Linked DNA regions of Mus musculus: regions 2, 3, 4, 5 and 6 are each linked to region 1. A link is a contact called in public HiChIP or PLAC-seq and Micro-C data. All regions are on one chromosome and are shown on one strand. The core of a region is the stretch at or near the end of the contact, and the rest is flanking DNA. Distances in the headings are between cores, read along the strand shown. Region 1 holds the start of Cobl (cordon-bleu WH2 repeat). Region 2 holds the start of Ikzf1 (IKAROS family zinc finger 1). Region 3 holds the start of Fignl1 (fidgetin-like 1). Region 4 overlaps Ddc (dopa decarboxylase). Region 5 holds the start of 1700042O10Rik (RIKEN cDNA 1700042O10 gene). Region 6 overlaps Grb10 (growth factor receptor bound protein 10).

Region 1 (3,800 bases), core at 586-3,085:
AGCCTTGTAAAGCTTTACTCTCTCACCCATAGCATAGCACCTTGGTTTTCCCTTGTGACACCCAGTGAGGAAGACAAACCTGGGTTGGCCTCTTGGCTGCCTAGGGAGCAGGCTGGCTGGAGGACATAGGGTGGTTTCACTATTACCAGACACCTTCATCAGTTTCTGCACTCTATGGATCTTTGCAGGCACCCTAAATATTCCCTTTATATTTATTTATTTTTTTAAAAAGTGGTGAAATAATTCAGTCCCCTTAAATAGAGTTATGTAACAATGTAGAAAAGTCGCAATTTTAAAAGCAATTCTGTTTACATCTCCCAACGTCATTTTAGGGGCTCTCCATTACCATGAAAAAGTATTCCCATATCTATTTTTTAAGGGGAATTTGTTTCTTCAAAGGATTTATATAACCACAACCACACCTTAGCGAAGAAAAGTCTTAAAAAAAAAATTCCGTAGCTTCAAGATTATGAGTTAGAAATGTATCTTACTTTTTTGGAAGCCTCCAGGGGAGATTTTAAGAATAAAGAACTGGTTTAGACGGCTTTTATAAACACTTGGGCAACAAAGTCAGTGGGCAAGGGATCGGGTGAGTCAGTGGGACATAACTGCTAAAGAAAAGAGATTTGTTGTCCCCAGTGCCGCCTTAGAAAATCCAGCTGCTCAAGTGGAAAGTGGGCCATTTCGGGAGCAGGTGCGGACCCACCCCAACTCATTCCATTCGCAACACTCATAACACATTTGCTCCAGAAAGAAGAGGTCAAAAGCCAGCCCCACGGCGCTCTCTGAAATCTACCAAGTCTGCAAGGGTTGTCAACTGTCCTGGCAGAGATGGGCACGGAGGGGCACGATTCGGGGAGTTGGGGTTAAAGGGCAAGTCTATTTGACCTGTGTTAGGCAAGTTTCTCTTGGGCAAGTAAAATCCTCAGTGTGACAGGGAATCTCTGTCCGCAAGGTGTGGAGACAGCAAAAAGAAACTAAAAGGGTTGAGGCACTAGAGGATCCTGAAGACAGGATTGACAGCTCTGCTTTACAGGTCCGATGAAGAAGGTCCTCACCTCTTCAGACACAAGGGAGATCCCAGCACAAAGGCTTGGGCAGAAGAGTGTTCATGAAGTCCCTTCCCCACACACCTCCCCAGATCTCCTGGCTACATGGGTCCCAACAGACCAAGTACCCCCTTGTCATTGAGGTAGGGAGCAGCGGGCCACAGGGCCTGCGAGGAGTGGCTGGAGGAACCTGTGTATGGGACCAGACAGACTCAGCTGGAGTTTCAGGCCTGGATTTTCCTTGTCCCCCTCCGCCCGTAATTGCCACTATTGCAAGGGGCTGAAGGCAGCTCAGAGCTGGGGTTCTGCACGGAGGGACAGCACTCCCTCCACCCACCCACCCCCCAACACACACATACACAAACATACACAAGGGCTTTCACAGCAGCACCTCTCGCAGAAAGTGTTCCCGAGCAAGGCCTGCCACGGTTACCGGAGCAACGACCCAGGCGCCCCAAGTCCTCAACACCTCGGGAAGAGCCACGCCCGCCCTCGTGGGCCCGCTTACCCTGTGGGGGGCTTGGCCGCCAGTGCACGCGGCGCGTCCATGGAGCCGGCGGGTTGCTCTGCCGGCCGACTGGGGCGCTGGCTGCGGCGCCGCCGTCCTCATTCACTTTTTCCGCGCTGACCCATCGTCCTCCCACGCGGGGCTAGCGAGGACAGCGGCCGTGCCGAGAGGACGGAAGCGACCTGGGGCGTCCGGGCGGGCGGGGGCGTGCGGAGAGAGACGGACGCGGCTACCCCGGGCGCGGGAGCAAGGTGCGCCGCCCCCCGCCAAACTGGCTCAGCCGCGCCCACCGCGGCGCCGCCCCGTGCCCGCGCGCCGCTCCCCAGCGCCCGCCTCTCCGCGCGCCCCCGCTGCCCGCCGGAGCACACCTGGGCGGGGCGCGCGCCCCGCGGTGGGCACCGAGTCACCTGCCCAGCCGGCTGGAGGAACTAAGCGGGCAAATACCTGGCCACCTGTGGCTGCGCGGGGCGAGGCGGGCCGACTAGGCTGCGAGAACCGACTTGAAGGAAGAGAGAAAAATAGACGGTCTAGCGCCTCAGTTTCTGCCCCAGAACCTAAAAGAACCTTTGTTAGAACTAGAGATCTACTGTAAGGGGAGGGGAGAGTGGTCCAAAATGAGGTCCTTGGTGTGCAGCATAGGAAACTGGAGAGGGACGCAGCTTGGGGTAAAGGGGCACACCTTTTTCTGAGAAATCAGAAAGCAGTGAGGCTGGAGTGTGGACATCCAGTGCCAACAAGAACTGCACCTGTTTGGATGCATGCTTCTGCTTGCCAGCCTAATTGCCTGGATAGTAATGAATGCTACTGTGGCCCCAGCCCTGTGATTCCCATGTTGAGTGGTGAGCAAAAATACCAGCAGAGGCAGCAGGTGCTGAGGCCTCACTGCAAGTCAACCTGAGGACCCAGCACCACTAAGCTTCCCTTCTCCAGCCTGCTAATTGACCTTAGGGGAACAGGAAAAGAACCTGATTGCTATGAAGTTCCGCCCTTCAAATACAGCAGTTGTACTAGGTTCTCAGGATTGGAATAAAATGCCAGTAAGAGGCAAAATTCTGTGACTGAACTCTGTATCCAGAAGCTTGCCTAAGCTTTTCTTCCTCTGAACCCCAACTTTCTGTTTAAGGAAAGAGGGGAGACCAGTGTACAAAATACAAGTCCTGCAGTAGCCTTCTTTGCTCCAGCCACAGTGCCCACTCAAAGCAGGTGAACCACTTCATACCTACAGCAGAGCCTGGCTTCCTTTTGAACACAATACTCAGAGCATTTCCCCACCCGAGGGCTTCTGGGATCTGCAATGTGTATCCTGCAGGCTCTGCTCAGATACCTGCTCCTCAGGGAGCTCTTTTCTGACCTCTTTGTCGCAAAGGACATCCCCACTCTCAACTCCCATCTGCTTCTTGTCCACTGTCTTGAGTTTTGTTTGATACTCTTGCCGATTGTCTTGATATTCCTCATGGAAGCATATCACTTTATCTTCTGTGTGTGTGTGTGTGTGTGTGTGTGTGTGCGCGCTTTATATGTCTGTTTATAATCAAAATGCTTACATGCTTTTATATTTATATAAACTGAGTGTATTAATTACGCATGCAAGAGGTATAAATACATGTAGATATACATGTCATATTGAATATGTTTACCTTTATGTGTTTGGAATGGGTCTCTTCCCCGAAAATGTGACTCAGTGTAGAGTGAGCCTTGTCTGGTGTTTTTCATTACTCTTAGCCTTTAAGACAGTGAATGAGGGTGAATCAGGGCTCACTACATAAAGGGAACATTGAATGAATTGAGTTTCTAGGCCTCTCCCAAGCTCTGGGTCTGGCTATCGGAAGGTCTTTCCTGGAATCTGTAAGATCTCTCTATGCTCTGGACACTACTTTGGGAAAGGGTAACCTGGGAGGGGCCGGTAGGCCAGGAACTAGGGGCCTGGACCCCAGTGAGAAGTAACAGTGGGTACAGAGAAGCCAGAAATCATGAGCATGGCAGATAGTTGGTTGTCAGAGACAGAATACCACAGAAAAATCACGAGAGGATGGCACTGCCCACCTCCAGGCTGAGCTTCTGATTTCTGTCCTAGGAAAAAGGCCCTGGCAGTGCTGGGCCTGGACAACCTCCAAGTCTACAGAAGCCACTAAACACCACAGTCTGAGAAACCCAAAAGGGAAATGGAGTGGGTGGCACAAACTGAGAAGAGTTATCACAGTGAAGCAAAAGGCAAGATTAGGCTTCATACCAGCAGGAGGGTC
Region 2 (3,800 bases), core at 445-2,944, 780 kb before region 1:
GATCACCTTGCACCTTGCAGTTTATGGTTACAGCCTCAGCAAATCCTCTACAGGCAACTCCTAGACACAAGGAAGACAGCCAGAGTTTGGAACACACAAAAAAGATCACAAAGGAAAAGGGAGAGCTTGAAGTAAGACCAGAGGGCAGTTTACAAGTCTGGCCTCCCTGGGCTTGACCCATAAGTTGACTTGGCTTAGGATCTCTGTACCGTGGCACATCTCCAAAAACAAACTGGTAGATGTTGCCTAAACCGTCCAAGAAAACTTTATGTGTTGAAAGGCCTTCTCTCAAGAATAGTAGAGGCCAAGCATGTCATCGAGGTGCATGGGTCCTGTTATGGCAGCCAGGCCACAACTATCTGGACAGCTGTGTCCCCGACCACGCTCAGCTGCCCTGGAGTCACATTTTCTGCCTGTCCCTGTGGCTCACTCCTCCTGCCACCTGGGAAGCCTGTGTCTTCCTTTCCACCAGCACAACCTATCCCTTTGAGGCCCAGAGCCTTCCTCCCAAACACTATAGCTGCCTGCACTCCTCTCAAGGGTACTCCAGAGTTTTATTTTGTGCCTTTCTAAGTGGTTTTGAAAAGTGGTGAGGCAAGGCCACCGCCACCCCCACCCTACCCAGGCAGGGACACCAGGCAGTGTGTATGGAATTAAAGATTCTCCCTCTGTGCTCAGGGTTAACGCCTGTCTGGCCCCCTTCGGGTGTGGCCCAGCTAATCAGAAAGACGATGGGCTCTTTGTAGAGTGTGAGCACCATCAGAGGCTGCAGTCCTGTCTCTACGCAGGCACTCCGTGCCTGACACGCCAGGGAGAGGTCTGCGGCGCCGTGGAGCATGGTGTAGGATTGCCTTGCTCCCACCTCTGTCCATAGACCCCTTCCACGCTGGCGTGTGCACACAGGCCGGGATGGAAGGCGCCATCCTAACTTCTTCTGTGAGCAGGTGGGAGGGAAGAGACGCGAGAGGTATTCCATTGGTTGTCTGGGAAAATGAACTGCACCTTCTCCTCACTCGCACAGGATCAACTTTTCCCACCCCCTAGGGTGGGCATCAGTACCTTGGGGTCTGAGCCCGAACGTGGGAGCCCACGGGTCCCAGTTTCAGGGACTCGGCTGTGCGCTTGCAGCGGTTGCTCTTAGACACCGGGGAAAGTGCCTTACAGTGTCCCGTGTTCCCCGACTGGGCGAGTGAGCCTGTGTCCCGACCGCCCGGCTGTCCCGGCTGTCCCGCGCGTGGCGCTGCGGCAGGGAGGCCCCTCCCCCTCCCCGCCGGCCCCGCACGTGCCGCACCCCTGCGGGTCGAGCGCGGGTCCCGCAGTGGCGCGGTTGAGCCGGACCGGCCCGCGGGCAAAGCGCGGGCCGCCGCATCCCGCGCGGGGCAGCGGCGTGATGCTGCGCTGGAATGAGGAAGCTTGGCGCCAAGGGGAGGGCCCGGGCGCGCTGCGCGCGGGGGTGGCGGCGGCGCGCCGAGCGGGCCCGGCGCGGGCGAGCGGGCTGCAGCCGCCGGCGGCGCCAGCAGGTACGGCCGGTGCCCGCCGCCGCCCGGCTACCCTCGGCGGCCGGGCCCGAGCCCCGTGCGGCTGCAAACTTTGTGTGCGCGGCCCGGCGGGTCGCGGAGTTGCCGTCTGAAGGCGGGACCCGAGGGCGGGCGCGGGACGGGAGGGTGCCTCCCTCTGACCCGCTCAGTGTCCCCGTCAGGGTCCCGAAGCCGCGTGCCGTGCGCGCAGGCCGGGTGGGCTGTGGGACAAGCCGAGCGGGAGGCGAGTCGCAAGCGCCAACCCAAAGTTTGCACGGTGCGGGGCGAGGGGCGCGCGCTCCGGGCTGCCGCAGGTGGCGGCGCGGTGAGCCCGGGCCAGGTGCCCCGGCAGCGGGGCGGCGCTGTCGTGCGGGACAGCCGGGCTGCCAGGGGCTCGGAGCCGGGTCGGAGCCCGCGGGGGGCGGGGAGTGTGGCGAGAAATGGGGAACAATGCGAGTGAGCAACTTGAGGAAGTCATTGTGAAAGAAAGCTGGGAATTGCTCCGCAGCCAACTTAGCAGGGCACTCTAACAAGTGCCTGCGCGGCCGCGCCCGGGCCGGGGACAGGGGCAGCCCGGCGCAGTACAGCCCATCCCGGGACGCTCGGCCGCGGCTGCCGGAGACCCGGTAGGTCCCGCGGGGTGCAGGAGCCCCCAGATCCCCGGCTGCTCTTCGCGCCCCAGGATCATTCTTGGCCCCCAAAGCGCGGCGCACAAATCCACGTGAGTGTTTTCGAATTAAATTTCAGTAGAAAAACTTGGGATAACTGGTGGATTTTTGTTTTTGTTTTTTTCAATTAGGAATAGGAAAGAAAGGAAAGTCATTCGAAATCCATAGTGTCCGTGTCGCTCACGTCTATCTTTTTCTTTCTGAGGACTGTGAGAGCGTTGACTTAGGTCAAAGCCTCTGCCTTTTTAGGCTGGGGCTGCAGGTGCAGACCAGGCCAGTTGAGGCACTTCTGAGTAGCCCGGGGTCCCACGAAGAGAATGTCCTGCTTTTATGTTTAGGTTTATATCGACATATCTATCGAGATTACGGAAGCCAGCGTTTTCAAACTCATGAGTAAAGACTTTCCTTATTTTCGATGCGAGAGCTATTTGCTTTACTGATAAGATCCTGTCTGAGTTTGCTTTGTGCAAAACAAAAATGATCTGAGTATTGAAACACATACTTTTTCTCATCGCACTGTCTGATCACAGGTCATGAGACTATCGCAAGGAGACCCTGTTATCAAATAGGCATCAGGACGCTTGCACATTATTTGAAATGTGCTTTTTAAAATTGCTAAGCATCACTGGTGATTCCCAAGGTATCTTATGAGCCTTCGATTTCCTTCTAATTTGGAAGTGCAGGATATGGCATCTGGTGACCCAAAGGGGCATCAATTCAAAAGGTCTGAGCCAGAAATATTTTCTGTTTTCTTTCGGGCAGGAGCCCACCCAGATTGAATTTTAATGTGCTATTTTGCTCAAGTAACCCACACGTAATTTCTCTCCCTGCTGCAGACAACCTATTTCATCTTTGAGCTGCCTTGTTTTAAACTTACAGAACCAAACTGGTGTTAGGGAAATAGCCCTTTACTGGTCCAACCTACCTGTAGAAGAATTTTTTTTTTTAATGTCGAAAACGTATAATATATGTATGTATATATATATATATATATATATATATATATATATAAAATATTTTTTCATAGACATTGAAATGCTTTTAAGAATTGGTTCGTTTGGGGTTCTGAATTGAGAGGGGGGTGAAGTCAGTAAGAAAATCCCAGAGCCTGCTTCAGTTTCTTTGTTTGAAGATATTTGTTCTATGAGATTGAACTCATTCTTTTTTATGGAATTTTCAAAGTAACAATTAAAACATTATTCATAATATGTTAGTAGGTGTCCAAATTGTTTCAGTGACAAATCAGATTCCTTGGTATATGACTCAAAATTTAAACGGGGACAGATATCCGTGACAAAGATTCATCTGCTTACTCGGATCAGCACCCTAAGGTACACAGAACATGTTGAGGACATAATGTAGCCACATCCATGTAAATGACAGTGGGGCACTTCACTGATGATGCAATTCTTTTGATAAAACATGAATAATTTCAACTTTCCCCACAAGCATACATGGCTGTTCCTTTTTTATCGTAGAATAAAATATTTTTCCCGGACAGACGATGCACTAGAGCTGATGGCCAAAATGTTTCGAGTCTGGTGGCTTTCGGTGTTTTGTTCATGGTGACTGTTGAAACCTAGAGTTAAGAAATTCCAAAGAACTTGTTTGTTTA
Region 3 (3,800 bases), core at 635-3,134, 660 kb before region 1:
TGAAACTGGATCAACAGTTCTGAGGCAAGTAAGTAGCCCTGCTTTCATCTGCTTTAACCTTATTTTACTCTCCATTATACAACACCAGAAATAAGAACCTGAAGGAAGCCAGGCATGGTGGCGCACGCCTTGAATCCCAGCACTCGGGAGGCAGAGGCAGAGGCAGGTGGATTTCTGAGTTCGAGGCCAGCCTGGTCTACAGAGTGAGTTCCAGGACAGCCAGGGTTACACAGAGAAACCCTGTCTCAAAAAAAAAAAGAACCTGAAGGAGAAGTAACTTGGAAAATATCCTCCACAAAGGTTCGCAATGATTATAATTATCTTTATAGCTTCATTTCAGTCTATCACCTAAAATCACCTATTCTAGTCATTCTCCAAAAACTGTCCTCTTCCACCACCATCTTTGTATTTAGAAGTTATCGACCAAGTTTTCCTTCCTTTCCAGTCAGTCATATCCCACAACTACATACAACCCAAAACAGTCTGTTGCTCAATGACACAAGTACTGACCGTATTATCTAACACTTCTAAGTCATTTTAACCTTTGTGCTTGATAGAAATCTATAAAGTATGGGCAACCGAGTTACATTTCAATTTTCTTTACTTTGTTAATTTTCTGATTAAGAATGTTTTGGTCATTCAAACTAGACAGGAAGCTTCTGCAAACAAGAACTACTTCTCATTGTATTTAGATTTTCTTTAGTACGTAGTTCATGGTATCCACTAAAATGATTAAAAACTGGAGGGCCTACTATATTCCAGACATCATTTTTGAACTTTACAGAACTCTAGTTTACTAGTGGCAAAGTAGCATAGGAATTTAGAACACAGGATCTGAAGCTGTAAGACCTAGCTTTAGACACTGGACATAAAAGTTTTAATTAATTGTAATAAATTGGGGAAGTCTGAGAGCAACTTGCAGGAACTGAATTTTCTCTTTTTACCAGGACAGTTCTTAGGGATTCAGGTCCTCAGGTTCGGCAGCTTTGACCCACTAAGCCATTTCCCAGGCCCTGAATTCTGAATACATAATCTGTTCTTTCAGCAGTGACTCTGAGAATATCTCTTAAGCTATGTCGTCACCTGGGGAGAAACAGCGTGCACCATTATTTAGCTGACAGGTTGTTGCATTATAGGGTCCCCAGAACTTAGAAATATGATAGATTATGAATTATTATTTCTTCCCTTTGGAAGGTTCCCCCCTCAGGCCGTAGCGACTGCGTATGGCCTGGAACCAGTTATCACAACTGAAAAGTATCTTTAGTCCAACTGCTCGGGGTCAGGAGTGTGTCTGATTTCTAGGTATTGACACATACATCAGGTAGGGGACTCCATTCTAAATACAACTCACGTATACTTAAAATATACATTAGCTACATAACCAGACGGTTAACTGTAGATACTATTTTCTGAGCAGGAATGAATTTAAAAAAAAAAAAAAAGTTTCATGATGAGGATGTTATTTTAGGCGTCAAGTTCAGATGCTGGAGCATTTCTGATTTTCGGAGAAAATTCACCTGTGTTAGTATTGCCGAAAGCACGAAACTCAAAATGAGTACATTTAGGTGGCAAACCAGCTACAGCATTCCCAGCAGTCCTAGCGGGGGGTAGCTGTGGCTGACTGACCCCAAACCGTCACGCCCAACGGCGTCCCTCAGCCCCAGCCGCCGTCTGGCCGCGGGCTTCCCAAGGCCACCCTCTCCGACAACCCGAGGCCAAGAACGGACAGAAGAAAACAAAACCAAAGTACACCCGGCATGGCAACCACAGCCTCCGCCCGCCGGCTTAGCGGCGAACAGCAGCCTACCGGGGCCCACCTGTGCTCCCTGCCGGGACCGCAGCCACCGAAAAGCGCGCCTTTCGAAGTGCGCCTGCGCGAAGTGACGGCTCGGCCCGCGTTGCGCATGCGTGTAGAGTAAGGGCGGCTGAGCGCGCGCTGCACGCAGCGTGAGGGCGGAGTCTCGGAAGGCCTGAGGTCACCGCCCAGGCCTTAACGCGGGAATTTGGGTTTCCGGCCCGCGCTCTATGAGGGAGATTTAGCCCGCGCGGTGGCGATAAATCTAAGCAAACCCTTGGCTTCCCGTTCACTGCAGCCTTAATATGTTCTTTTTGCCGAGCTAGGTGCTGCAAAGGCACCTAGGCAGAGGCAGTGAGAGAGGAAAGAAAGCTCAGGAGTGTAGAGAGCACGAGTCCCCTGGGAGGGCGAAAGCGGCCCGGGAGGGGGAAGGGGAGGTGTAGCCTCCGGGCCGCCACTCCAGAGCCTGCCCGCCCCGGCGCCCTCCGGCCTTAACCAGTTCAGCAGCAGCTATCAAATAGTGAGACTCGAATACAGGAAGGTTTAGCAAAGGCTACAGCCAGCATTAGACGGAATACCGAGATTACCGAAGTAGTAGCTGGCAGGGGTCCAGTAAGAACTGAAGAGCTTTTTTTTTTTTTTTTTTTTAAAAAAACTAATCGTAGGTAGCTAAAACATGGACAGTCCTGGAGTCACCGAGGGAACTTTCCCCTCATAGCTTTGGGCCCCACCTCACCCCACCCCCACCTCTCTATTACCAACCAAGACGGCTTGCAATTTGGGGAGAGGTCACCAAGGGTTAGGTTCTTAATTGTTTGTATAGGCATAACAAGCCATTGGGTCAGGCTCCAAGCAGTCGGGAGCTGATTGTCAGAGAGGGGAGAGGAGGGGGGCTGTGCTGGGTTGTTGGGTGGTTTTTTTTTTTTTTTTTTTGGTTTCTTTGTCTACAACCCTCATCGCTAAGCCTGCCTGTTTTCACTGGGAAAACTGTACTTTTCTTTTATTCATCCTATCTCCTTCAAATACTGACCAACACTCCTAACCCTGCTTGCTCTACGGCTCTGGGCATTTTTAATCAGGCTGAAGACCTTCCTTACCCATGCAGCCATTCCCAGGCCTGCATTGTTGAGCCTGCCTGCCTTTCTGACCTTTAACTCCAAAAGCATGGTCTCTTTTCCCCTTATCCGTCTGCCTCCTCCAGAGGCTGCCAACATGTCTAGCTTGTCTTATTTTTCCCCTAAATTCAAAATTGCCTTTCGGTTTCCTACTGAGTCTGGGTTTTGTTTTGTTTTAATTATTTTTTTATAAGACCAGGAATCCTGCAAAAAGCAACATTATTCTCTGGCGTCCGTCTTTTTTAAATTGGCTTTGTTAGGCTCACAACCCAGTGTCTACTGTGGAAGAGTTTAAGGCTTAAGCTATGCAAGTAGTAAACTTGCTGACCGAGAACACAAACTGCTTTTGATAGACTCTATTTTCATGGTCAGAAGTTATTGGACCTGCAAGAAAGAAATTGCCACCTAAGCAGACAGAACTGGTCCTTGGTGGGAGAGCTTCTTCTTGTTTATGTATTTATGAGTTTATAACCATAATCTCAGACAATGCTTGTTACAGTTCAGCTGGCTAATTTGTTTTGATCAGAGAAAATAAAATGATCCCAAATAATATGCATCCTCTGCCAGAAAAATTGTGTTTGTAAGCTAGCAAGATGTCTCAGGTAAAGGTATTTATTTCCTGTGCAACCTTGGTGGCCTTAGTGTGGCTTCCAGAACCCACGAAAAAGTGGAAGGATTCAAAACAACTCCACACAGTTGTCCTTTGACTTCTAGGCACATGTCCTTTCCCCACAAACACACAATAATAAGTGTTTATAAAACTGTGTTTGGCCGGGCATGGTGGCACACGCCTTTAATCCCAGCACTCGGGAGGCAGAGGCAGGCAGATTTCTGAGTTCGAGGCCAGAGGTCTACAAAGTGAGTTCCAGGACAGCCAGGGAAACCCTGTC
Region 4 (3,800 bases), core at 954-3,453, 620 kb before region 1:
TCAGATTAACCATGAGACTGGCAGAGCTTTATACTCCTTTGTAAGACAAGACACACTGTAATTTGAATGTCTGTTAAATCCTTTGGATCCATTGGCTTTGGGAAGTGACCAGATCATCATGGTGGAATCCTGAGACACCGGAGAGATTGCTCGTATCCTCTACCATGTGATTATACATAGAAAGTGCTACCCATTAGCCAGGCAACAAATCAACTAGTGCCCTACTCCTGCCTTTCTACACACAAGACGTTTAAATAGTGAACTCCTGTTATTTACACACTCTGGGGTCTGTGGTGTTGTGTGGAGCATCCCAAATGGACTGAAACAAGATGATGTCATGTTTTCCATGGGTGCTGCTTGGGTTCCACATAGACCTCTATTTATAGAATTTGCTTTTTCGGCTGAAGTCCTCTAACATAGCTCCTTAGATGCCGTTGTTTATGTTCCGTTCAGGATATCAGATGAAGGGGTGAGACAAAACAAGATGGAGAGTTTTCGTGGGTCAACCACAAGAAACCCTCATACCTTGGCATGGGAAACTAGGGTCTAGAAGGCTATTTAGGCTTCTTTTTTCTCTCACACCCTTCTGTTGCTTATCCCATATCCTCCATCCTTGAGAGAAGGGCATGATTTTTGAAAAGAAAACAGGCCACTTGGCTGCACCCCTAGGTATCTCAGAGCTTGTTTCTTAGCACCTAGATGAAAGACATTTCACTCTGAGTCTCAACAACTAAGTGGGGAACAGCTAAAGCCACTCTAGAATGTGTCACCCATAAACCTGGTTCAGTAGGTAGGAAAATATTCTATACGATGAATCAAGTTTACGTGCAAAATCTAACCTCTGCTCTTGAGAGATGACCTATAGACCTCTTTTTTCCTGGAGCTTTGGCCCCAGACAGTCTGATACTATGATTAGTGATGGAGACACCAGGCAATTTTCACTTCTGGGGGAGTTGATCTCTAAAGGTTCTAGTTGGGCTTCCAGGAGGGTCTGAGTAGGACCAAGTCTACACAAAAACAAGCAGCAAAAGGTTAGAGAGCCTTGCCTTCTAGGGGAATGTCGTTACTCAGAGCATATAGTTATATATTATATACGGCTAGAGTGTTTCATGCCCTTGTGACTCCTCAGAGTTCACCAGAAGCTGTGTGTGCTCACACTTCAAGACTGTCCTGTGTGTCTCCTTGGCTGATTTTAATCTCTAATCTTCAACCATCCCTGTGAGACAGTTCTCAGTAAGTTTTAGAGTCTTTAGCAGCTTATGGGGTCTAAAGGAGTTTGAAGAGTCCTCAGGTTGTAGCTAGTGTCTAAACAAGGGTACTCAGTCGCAAGGACCGCCTTGAGAAGTCTGCAACTTGGATCAACTCCAAACTCCAACAAGAAAGAACTCACAAATGCTCCTTAGAAGCTTCTGTATGGGCTTCTCCTGGTCCTAAGGGGAAGGGAGACAGTACTGACAATGCCTCTGTGTTCTGCATCTTACATGCTTGGCTAAGACCAGCCCCATCATCCAGGCTCTCCAGCACACATACACATGTAGGAGTTATGTGGATGTAGCATGAACACACAACAGCCAGATATAGGGAGTTACATATGTCAGGCACATTACCACTGAGGCCACACCCACCACCTTTTGCTTCTAAAGCCATTGGCCTCCTGTTGCTACTACAATCTATTTTCTAAAAGGATGCCTCATTATGCAGAAGTCAGGCCAGGGTAACCATGGCGTACAACCTCCTTGCAAGCCCCTCTGTCCCTTGGGATGAAGCTGTGGCAGGCCATAGTATACCTATTCCCCTTCCTCAGTGTCCCCATGTGTGTACCTAAGGCTGCCACCTATCCATCTGCTATAACTTATTCTCTCTTTAATAAACGCTGATCGCCTTCCACCCCCAGCAAACAAAAGGCATTGGCTTAGAGACGGTGGGTTACAAAGGCTTAACTATAAGACGCTACCACCAGTTAGTATTATTGCCCTGATGAACACTGGCCATGCATGAAAGGGGTAGGTGTTGGCCTGTTAGCACCCCCAACACTGTCCTAAGAGCAATCCCTGGGTTTGAACTCAAACTGCAAAGTGCATATCGGGCTCTGCCCACAGCACCCGAACCGCCTGCCAGAGGGAGCTGCAGGACAGCAGGGCAGCCTGAGCTGTGCTCATCCAGCACTGTGAGCATTAATGGCAGGGGCCACCTGCTGGCTGTCATCTTCCTGCTCCTGTGGGGAGCCAGATTGAGTTCAGGGATAGCAGCCGTGTAGTCTCTATCTGGCAGAAGACTTCGGTGCTTTAAATCTGATAGCCCTGGGGAATGACATCAGCCGGCTGTTGGCCAGGACATTCAGTCCTTGGCCTGACATCTGAGTCAGAGGACTTCGACTTGCTTGGCTGAGCTTGTGAAGGTCTGCAGCTAACGAGGCCCACAGTACAGCCATACTGCGGATGGCCAGCTAGTTCAGTGTGTTCTCAGCCTGCTGTGTGTGGCTGCCGTTAGCCAGTAATAATCACAGCTGTGCCATAGCTCATAACAGGTGGAGCCAAATCCTGAGTGAATGGCAAGGCTGTGTCCACCCCACTTCTCACGGTTGGTGATTAGCCTCACGGTCCTGGCAGTACAAGCATGTACTACACGCAGTACATGCCTTTCCTACAGCCTATTGTCTGCAAGAACTCCCCTGAGCTGCACTGTGAAGGAAATACTGTTTTACCATTATGAGAACCGTTTTTCTTTCCAATTTTTTGATAGGGGAAAATGAAGGTCAGAATTTAAGACATGCAGCTGTAAGCTCTAAGCTTCCCTGCCGCTTAAGGTCATGGCCAGCCCCCACATCCACCATTGTCTCCTGCTGGCCAGGGAACAATGACCCAAGGGAGAAGAAGTCTTTCCGAAGAAGAGACCACAAGTAAATCAGGGGTTAGGAGAGGTGGGAAACGTGCTTGGCCCACACGAAGTGACAATGAAGCCAAATGCCAAGCAGGTGGCGTGATGTCTGGCACAAGTCGAAGGGCTGAGGTCAGAGAGCTTGCTAGGGACAGCTCCACCCGAGCCTTTACATCCCTGAGGAACAGAGAAGGGTGAGTTTCATGGGCTGATATATCCTTGGTGCCTTAGAAACAGTTCCAAGGCCTGCTGAGTTCCCAGAGCTCGCATCAAAGGTGAAACTTTGGAAACACAGGCATTTCTTCATTTTGCAGCTAAAACAGAATTCTAGTCTCGATGAGAAAGACAAAATGTCCTCATCTAGGGAGGAAGGAGGCAAGCATGAGGCCCAGGAAATTATCTGAAACTGAGTGTTCTTTGTAGAAGTTTAGCTTGAAAGCATTGATTTGCTAAATCAATATGAACAGCTATGTGCTCCTTACTGATGGGCATGTCTGAGAAATTTATCATTCCACAAGGCAGTCATTGGGAAAGCTTTGTTTTGCTTGTACACATCTCAGAAGTAACACATGGCATTCTAACTGGTGTTTACCCTCACTGAAAATGTCACACTGCATAGCACAGCACAATAAATTATGCCTGTCTATCTTTCCTTTGTTTCTTTTGAAACACAACTCTGACTGTCCTGGGACTCACTCTGTAGACCAGGCTGACCTCAAACTCAGAAATCCGCCTGCCTCTGCTTTTCAAGTGCTGGGATTAAAGACATGCATCAACATTTTCTGGCTTACAGTAATTTATTTTCTTTTAAAAAAACAAAGATACTTTAAAGTGGGTGTGACTAAAGACTGGATTCAAGCACAAACAATTCATGCTGTGTGTATGTCACGCATGCAACAGGACCTTCAAGTGGGGGTAGTTGT
Region 5 (3,800 bases), core at 513-3,012, 600 kb before region 1:
ATCCCAGCAACCACATGGTGGCTCACAACCATCCGTAACAAGATCTGATTCCCTCTTCTGGAGTGTCTGAAGACAGCTACAGTGTACTTACATATAATAAATAAATACATCTAAAAAAAAAAAAAAATGAGGCTCCGTCTGGTTTTTCTTGGTACTTCCTAGCATTTGCGCTCAGCTTCGCTGGGAGACAAGTCTCAGGAAAAACCCATCAGATTTTTGCTGACTCTGAAAGTTTTTAAGACATGAAGTTTTCCAGATAAATATACAGTGAATTGTGTAGAGGTGAAAATTTTTCTTATTAATATTTTGCCCCCTTCATCAATCACAATCTCCCACTTTGATTTTTCCCATCTACTGCTTTTACCTTTTTTTTTTTGAATCAAGTCCTACTCCCTGAGGAGTGGGGTGAGCTTTCAAGCTAGGTACACATATTCCTATTTCTGTAGCTGTAATGCATGAATTCAGATAAACAGACCATGGTCTTCACTCAGCATCTGAGTGACTCACACATTTCCTTCTGGGCTGTACTTCCAACAGTCGTCCTGCATAGTTTCAGACCACGTTAAAGAAGGCCGACAAGACTGGCAGCCATTTCAGGAAATTCAAGTCTGTGAAAACAGACGCTGCGTCTCCCACTTCCCCTGTGCATCCCATTGTTTTTCTCTCCTGGCTTGCTTATTTCAGACACTCTGGCCACATTCTGTTTTTCAAGGTCTGTCTATTAAGAAGTAGATTGTGGCCGGGCGTGGTGGTACATGCCTTTAATCCCAGCACTTGGGAGGCAGAGGCAGGCGGATTTCTGAGTTCGAGACCAGCCAGGTCTACAAAGTGAGTTCCAAGACAGCCAGGGCTATACAGAGAAACCCTGTCTCAAAAAAACAAAAAACAAAACAAAACAAAACAAAACAAACAAACAAACAAAAAGTAGATTGTGGGAGCATGGTGTGGTGGTACATGTCTTTAATCCTAGCACTCAGGAGGCAGAGGCGGAGGCGGAGGCAGAGGCAGAGGCAGGAGAATCTCTGTGAGTTCGAGGCCTACCTGGTCTACAAAGTAAGATCAGGACAGCCAGGGCTCTGTTTCACACAGTAACCCTGTCTCAAAAAACAAAACAAAACAAAACAAAACAAAACGTGGATTGTGGTTGTAGTAGCACACACTTTTAATCCCTGCACTCAGAAGGGGACAGAGTTAGGCTGATCTCAACGTTTGAGGCCAGCCTGATCTACATAGCGAGTTCCAGAACAGCTAGGGCTAAATAGTGAGACTCTGTCTGCCCTCTCTTCGGAGCCCTGGACACCTTTATTATTCTGAGTAGCTCATTATGGACTTGAAGGGTGCTCTCCATATTCTGACAGAAATTTCTTTCTTTTATACCAAGAAAGTTGTGTGTGTGTGTGTGTGTGTGTGTGTGTGTGTGTGTGTGTGTGTGTGTGAGAGAGAGAGAGAGAGAGAGGGAGGGAGGGAGGGAGGGAGGGAGGGAGGGAGGGAGGGAGGGAGGGAGAGAGAGAGAGAGAGAGAGAGAGAGAGAGAGGTGAAGAGCCCACGCTGATTATTGTGCTTCGTGGCTGAGAAACTGAGAAACTTGGGGGTTGAACAGCCCCGAGCTGCAACCGAGCTAAGCCCACACACTTGCTCCTTCGTTTACCTGGAACCGGTTTACCCCCACGTCTTTGTGTGGCTCGCCAATGCCTTTGCTTCAGGCAGACAAAGGTTGCCATGGCGAGCCTGCTCTGAGGTGGGAGGGACCTTTTGGAGAGTCGATGCTCAGGGCTGCTGATGCCCTGAGCCGAAAGGTCCTTTCATCTTCTAGGTTTTACAAATGTCACCTCACACAGGGTAAGAAATTGGCAGCTTTTCTTCTACAAGAGCTTTCAAACCCAATTAAGAGACCCATTTTGCAGGTCTCATTTGTCCGGCCTCACAATGATGGTGTGCCGTTGGGCTCAGACACCCACTGCTGCGCGGATGCTAAGCTGTGATTACAGCTCTGAGGGGATCGATAAGGCAGACTGCCTTGCGGGCTGTCACTGGGCTCAGTGCTCTTTAAGGCCTCACAAATTACAGTCAATCAGCCTCATGAGCTGAAAAGGGCCAGCCAGCTCCCTGCAGTAAACACAAGGAAGTCTGCTTTCTACTAACCCAAACTAAGTGGGTTGAGCTCACCAGGGCTTTGTTGAAGCCTGGGCTGAGAGATGCCAGAATTAGTCCTAACCTAAGGCTGGGACTTCTCAAAATGAGATTGTCTTCGCTGAAAAGGTGGTTTAACCCAATGGTAGCATTCAAACCTCCAGACTCTATCCCACGCAGAGAGCCTGGGCAAGCTGGTGATAATACTTAACACCGGCTTTACACACTGCCTTTAGTTTCTGCCACTGAACTTGTCTGAGCCTCAATCTCTTTGCTATGAAAACTAAGGTTGATAATGCAACTAATCCTCATAAGTATTTTGAGGATGAAAATTGATTATATAAAGCACAATAAATAGGCTAGAACACAGTCGGTTTTGTAATAGTTATTCAATAAATTTTGTTACTTGTAAAATTCTTTGAGAAGTACCAAAACTAGAAGATTCGTCTTTGGATATAAAGACTCGAAAATGAAATTGTTTTCACCGTATGACAAGCGACCCAAAAGTGCTCTCTCCTGTGGTGCTATTCTGGTCTTGGTGGCGCACTTATGTGCCATGGGGAGGAAGCTGATGGAAGACAGTTGCCTCTTGTCCTAAAGGCTGTCCTCTGAATTCTTACTCACAGGACTGAAAAGTGTAATATGGCATGAATATTTTATGTGTTATTTACATAAATTGTAGTACATCCTAAAAATTGTACAGCAATAATATTCTCAAAAAAATATTTGGACAAGACGGGGCACGGGGAGGACCAATACAGAGTAACAAGAAGTGTGAGGGAGAGCGCTGGAGAAAGAAGGTAGATAAGAATAAAATATTTGTGAAAAACATTTCACATGTGTGTGTGAAAGTGCTATGATGAAGCCCGTTGCTTTGTTTACTAACTGAAAAAATAAATTAAGAAAAAGTTTAAAACAGCCGAGGGCCAGTGAGATGGCTGAATAGGAAGAGAGATTATCCTTTAAGTCTGGTGACCCACAAGAAGGTATAAAGAAAGAGCTCACTTCACAAAGTGACCTCCCTGTGAGAGTCATGGCATGAGTATCCGTGCACACCTACCGTGTACACACACAGCAGTAATAGTAGTAAGAAATTAAAGTATTGCCGGGCGTGGTGGCACACGCCTTTAATCCCAGCACTCGGGAGGCAGAGGCAGGAGGATTTCTGAGTTCGAGGCCAGCCTGGTCTAAAACCAAAAAAAAAAAAAAAAGAAATTAAAGTATTTAAACAGTGAAAATATAAGAAAACATTGTATATATGTATTGAATCATCTCAATTTATGTAACCACACATACAGAGATACTAGACTAAGACTAGAGAGAATTATGCTCTAAAATAGTTACTGCATTTTCCCATTTTACAGTGAGTGCCCATTATCCATAAATACAGAGGGCACAATCATTTTTAAAAGTAAGAAAGTGTAATCAAAATTGACATGGGAGATAGTAAATTGGCAATGTGGAAAATTACAGTGATACACAGAAAACCATGAGCAATTCACCGAAAATATAGAGGAGAAAATGACTGAAAAGAGGGGGGGAAAAGAAGCTATTCAGAGAGAGAGAGAGAGAGAGAGAGAGAGAGAGCGAGCTTAGAGAGAGAGCTTAAGAAAATGGTACTGAGTCTATGGAAACTCAAGCCCCTGAAAAGGGTTGAAATGGCCTCCTCA
Region 6 (3,800 bases), core at 911-3,410, 520 kb before region 1:
TTTAAAACACGTACTCAACATTAAAAATTTGTCTCCGAAATTCTGCTGTAATTTCAATCTGTGGTACTTTTATAACTCAACTGACATATCTTCTGATTTTCTTTTGCCTTCTCTCCTTGACCTATGAATTATTTTAAATAGATCGTTTCTATAAGTAGGTATAAAATTATACTTTATTTGCATTGGATTTTTAACGCATTTTTTAAAATCTCAGTTACTAAGGAAGTAGACTGTTTTCACATTTATTGTTTTTAAAGACTACAAATTCACACTTTGTACTTAAGACTATAAGGCCCTACATGGTGGTAGTTGTATTCACACACCCTCTTTAAGTTGTTAAGCCATTAGCCATTTATGTACCAGCTGTCTATAGAGTTCCCTTCTTTCATTTCCCTTTTATTTTAGTTGACTGGGCTTTAAAGATACATGTATAGTCCAATTAATGTTATTTCCTTTGTGTGCCCTAACAATGTTTCCTGCTTCATTGCCATGTAGCCTTTCACTTCCTATTCACATCAAACTAAATGTGACTCTCCCAAACAGCCGAGGATTAAGGTGACAGTGGACTGTTTTGTTTCTTTGTGTAAAGAGACAACAGCCATGTCTCCACATTCAGAACTTGCCGTGTTAAGAAATATCTTTCTGGGCTGGCGAGACGCCTTCGAGAGTAAAGGTACTTGTCACCAAGCCTGAATCTGGTCCCCAGAACCCACATGGTGAAGGAGAAGACTACCCCAAGTTGTCCTCTGACCTCCATACACATGACCACACACATTCCCCTAAGGAAACTAATTAATAAATTAACATAATAAAGAACCATAAGCACATCAATAAAGTTCACAGGAGTTTAACATTACAAATGGGGTTGAGTTTGGGGATCTAATGAAAGGAATCCATTTGCTTTGTGAATCTATTGTGCATTGACAGATTTCCTTTATTACCTAGCTTCCATTCTACCCATTAACCCTGGAAGACCCAAAACCTTGAATAAAGGGACAGATTTTTCCTTACTAACTCAGTGAGACACATGGGTTCTTAAGTGAGGTGGTAGGCAAGTTTACTGCTTTATGCAAGGGTAACAAAAGGTTTAGAATCCCGGTCAAAGAGTGCTTCAGAGAATGCACCTCAACTCCAGGAATGCAAGACAAATTTCAAGAGAGTTCTTAAACAGAAGGGAACTGTAATCTCATGGGAGGCATACCCTATTTAGCATAGATGTTGACCAGAAGCAATCTATGAAGTACAACTATGCTCAACCATTCCACTGGCCCTGGGATTAGATGGCTCATGTTCCCAGTTCAGAAGTGGCAAAAGTCATTATAGGCTTGAACATTTAACAGGGGCTGTGAGACGGTAGTCTTATCCCTTCTTCAGGTCATGGAAACCCAGTATGTAGCTACTTTCCTTGCCAAGTCCTAGCAGGCCAAGGGTAAGAAGTAAGTCTTTGCTGTTACAAGCCAATGAGACTGGAGATGCCTCCTAATTTATAATACTCTAATACGTCACATTTAAAAAAAAAGGCCTTTTATTTGCTTGTTATATTGGGCAGTTACAGATTCTGCCCTGAAATGGGGAAAAATTCTGCTATAAAAATCTTTGAAAAACACTAGCATTGGCCTCTTTTGGGGGAAAAAATGCAAGGAAAGGCCTAAACCCACAATGCTTACATTTTAGATATGACAAAGAAATACCTTTGGGGGAGGGGAAAACCTCCAGCTGCATAAGGTTTGCACAACTGATTTACCAAATTAAGATAACTACCATGTATGCACAAAAATTACCTGAAACCTTCCACTTGGTCCCAATAAGTTATAAAACAAAGGATATTTTAACCTTTAGGTAAGGAGCCGTCAGCTCAGACTGAAGGACTGCAAAGCTGTACTTTCCCTATGAGCACAAGTGGCTTGAAGTCCAATTCATCCTACCAGCCTTATCTTTTATGTTTGCCATGGACAAGAGACACCTCCTTTCAGCAGCTGAGACTGCCTTCGTGGAACCTGGGAAAAAGTGCTTGCACCCCAGGGGAGATCTCTTAAGGAGAGGCAGAGGACACTAAGCTACCCAAGTCATTCTGTGGTTCTTAGTCTGCACTCTCCCTAGCAGTTTTCGTGTTGGGCGGGCTAGGCAGGGCAAGGCTTCTCTGACCTCTTTACACCCAGTGCAGTCTTTTGTTCTACATAACCTTCTCACTGCTGAGAGGACTTTGATCCCTGCATTTAGCTGCTTCAGAGCACTGCCCTGAATTTCTTCTTTGTTTCCAACATGCTGGTCCTACTGTCAAAGTGCTTTTGCAGAGGAGGCTCCTCATGCCTCTTGGTGGTCTGCTGTCTTGCAGAACATGAACCTAATTGCCTTTTCAGGGTAGGTAATTTAAAACCAAAGCAACCACAATGACAGGCTCTTTTGCTGACTCAGCAAGACATTTTTGTGGGGGGAATTTTTACATCAGTTTAAGAAACTTTCAGAAAAGGAGGGAGAATAGGAGAAGTAGGTAACTGTTACAACTTTCTAACCCTCTAGTACAGTCCTGTGTCCAAGAAATGGCGAAGAACAAAATCTGACCCTACGTCCTGCTTTGTCCACTAAGTAAATCTGTACCACTCAGTACAGCAATGCTTTTCTCCTACACAAAAATGAAGGACATCCTAATATTGTTATATACTTATTTTTTAACTAATCGTTTTTCTAGAACATTGATCAACTTTGTATTTATTCTTACTTTTCTTTTTTAAAGAAAGGGTTTCTGTGTAAAGTCTGAGCTGGCCTGAAACTCAACAGTCTTCTTCCCTCTAACTGCTGGGACTCTAGGCATGCGTACCACACCTAGAAATCTCATTATTTTAACACATTCAAAGTATTCCTTTCACGGCTGGCTTATACCCTGCCAGTCTGATGACAGACTTTGAACAGGCTTAGAACTGAGAGTTGTCTACTGAAGGGGAAATTTCTTACCCTTTGATGTTAGAGGACATTTGGAAACATCTAGAGGCATTTTTGACTGTCTCCACTGATTGGGGGCATCTTGTAGGAGAGACCTACAATGCACAGAGCTCCGTCTTTAGCCAAAAAAGAATCGGTTTCCATCAATACTTGATATTGCTCAAGTTGGAAAACCTGGTTCTACCCTTTCTGAGATCTTAGATATGAAGAATATACAACTACAATTGATAAATCACATTTGGTAGAAATGCCATAGGATTTTTGTGTCAGGATAGACCCACATCCAGCTGCTTGCTCTGCATGTGGTGCAGCCAACTGCAGCCTTGAGTCCTCTACCTTGAGCAGTCTGAAGGCAGTCATCCAGCAAGTACGGATCTGCTCATCTTCGGCACAGAGCAGACGAAGCTCCTTCATCTCGGTCTTCGCTTTGTTTGGCTACAGGAGAAACAGAAAGCGACCAGTGAAACAGTGCGAACTCATACACTCATGTGAGAGAAGGCTGTCCTCAAGCCTCAGAAGCAGGCCACCACGGTGAGATCCAAATACAACTAGTCACTGGTTATCTGTGCAAAGGCAAGGAAGCTGATCTAGCTACCACCTCCCAGGTATCCATGAAGATTCAGTAAATGACAGTGACTATAAAAAGATAACAGGTCATAAATAGGAGTTCAGGAGACAGTAGTCACCACTATGATCAACACTGCCACAATCTCACCAAGAGGAAAATTAACATGATCTTGGCTGTGGTGTATGTGCATGTATGTGCAAGCATGCATTGCTTGTACCTATGTACACATTGACATCTGTGTGTTCTGACTATAGGCATACATCTCTATCAATGTGTCAGTGTTCTCATAAAT

The links. Hi-C and Micro-C count contacts between places; a contact is called where the count stands out from the background. HiChIP or PLAC-seq counts read pairs in DNA pulled down with a chosen protein or histone mark.
Region 2: a contact with region 1 is called in a Micro-C map of embryonic stem cells, with 2.7 times the contacts expected there. The contact joins the promoter of Ikzf1 here to the promoter of Cobl in region 1. A contact is called at or near these places in 1 of 39 promoter capture datasets (cranial neural crest) and 1 of 484 Hi-C or Micro-C datasets (embryonic stem cells).
Region 3: a contact with region 1 is called in an H3K27ac HiChIP or PLAC-seq map of embryonic stem cells, with 3 times the contacts expected there. The contact joins the promoter of Fignl1 here to the promoter of Cobl in region 1. A contact is called at or near these places in 11 of 39 promoter capture datasets (the 3T3-L1 cell line, cranial neural crest, embryonic stem cells and 4 more), 8 of 484 Hi-C or Micro-C datasets (adipose-derived mesenchymal stem cells, embryonic stem cells, muscle stem cells and 1 more), 11 of 115 datasets of contacts at active chromatin or transcription factors (astrocytes, embryonic stem cells, epiblast stem cells and 1 more) and 1 of 9 other capture datasets (embryonic stem cells).
Region 4: an H3K4me3 HiChIP or PLAC-seq map of forebrain shows a contact between it and region 1, with 5 times the contacts expected there. The contact joins the enhancer-like site here to the promoter of Cobl in region 1. A contact is called at or near these places in 7 of 39 promoter capture datasets (embryonic stem cells, liver and stem cell-derived epiblast-like cells), 1 of 484 Hi-C or Micro-C datasets (myocytes), 8 of 115 datasets of contacts at active chromatin or transcription factors (embryonic stem cells and forebrain) and 1 of 9 other capture datasets (embryonic stem cells).
Region 5: a contact with region 1 is called in an H3K4me3 HiChIP or PLAC-seq map of embryonic stem cells, with 10 times the contacts expected there. The contact joins the promoter of 1700042O10Rik here to the promoter of Cobl in region 1. A contact is called at or near these places in 3 of 39 promoter capture datasets (embryonic stem cells and hippocampal neurons), 2 of 484 Hi-C or Micro-C datasets (both in embryonic stem cells) and 7 of 115 datasets of contacts at active chromatin or transcription factors (all in embryonic stem cells).
Region 6: an H3K27ac HiChIP or PLAC-seq map of embryonic stem cells shows a contact between it and region 1, with 5 times the contacts expected there. The contact joins the enhancer-like site here to the promoter of Cobl in region 1. A contact is called at or near these places in 4 of 39 promoter capture datasets (hippocampal neurons, liver and stem cell-derived epiblast-like cells) and 7 of 115 datasets of contacts at active chromatin or transcription factors (embryonic stem cells and pancreatic cancer cells).

What each region holds. Positions count from the first base shown.
Region 1 is chr11:12,463,125-12,466,924 of GRCm38.p6, forward strand. It overlaps Cobl (cordon-bleu WH2 repeat), which reads right to left and starts at 1,836. Exons shown (of 15, transcript NM_172496.3): 1 at 1,558-1,836. The coding sequence starts at 1,598.
Region 2 is chr11:11,684,231-11,688,030 of GRCm38.p6, forward strand. Ikzf1 (IKAROS family zinc finger 1) reads left to right here and starts at 1,695. Exons shown (of 8, transcript NM_001025597.2): 1 at 1,695-2,238. Gm11999 (predicted gene 11999) reads right to left here and starts at 1,405. Exons shown (of 4, transcript NR_166812.1): 1 at 1,060-1,405.
Region 3 is chr11:11,807,078-11,810,877 of GRCm38.p6, forward strand. It overlaps Fignl1 (fidgetin-like 1), which reads right to left and starts at 1,885. Exons shown (of 3, transcript NM_021891.3): 1 at 1,818-1,885.
Region 4 is chr11:11,842,293-11,846,092 of GRCm38.p6, forward strand. All of the region lies in intron 7 of Ddc (dopa decarboxylase), which reads right to left. Gm51937 (a long non-coding RNA gene) reads left to right here. Exons shown (of 2, transcript XR_003949848.1): 2 at 1-3,523. Among named protein-coding and RNA genes, the nearest start is that of Gm51937, 7.8 kb to the left of the region's middle. Within about 2 kb of position 2,204, at least 83 of the 459 cell types and tissues checked have an H3K27ac peak or open chromatin away from gene starts, as enhancers often do. A contact at or near this core is called in forebrain and myocytes, where this site is marked.
Region 5 is chr11:11,866,361-11,870,160 of GRCm38.p6, forward strand. 1700042O10Rik (RIKEN cDNA 1700042O10 gene) reads left to right here and starts at 1,763. Exons shown (of 4, transcript NR_045178.1): 1 at 1,763-1,839. The region is part of intron 4 of Ddc (dopa decarboxylase); the gene reads right to left.
Region 6 is chr11:11,940,606-11,944,405 of GRCm38.p6, forward strand. It overlaps Grb10 (growth factor receptor bound protein 10), which reads right to left. Exons shown (of 17, transcript NM_010345.4): 11 at 3,277-3,375. Among named protein-coding and RNA genes, the nearest start is that of Ddc, 44 kb to the left of the region's middle. Within about 2 kb of position 2,161, at least 45 of the 459 cell types and tissues checked have an H3K27ac peak or open chromatin away from gene starts, as enhancers often do. A contact at or near this core is called in embryonic stem cells and liver, where this site is marked.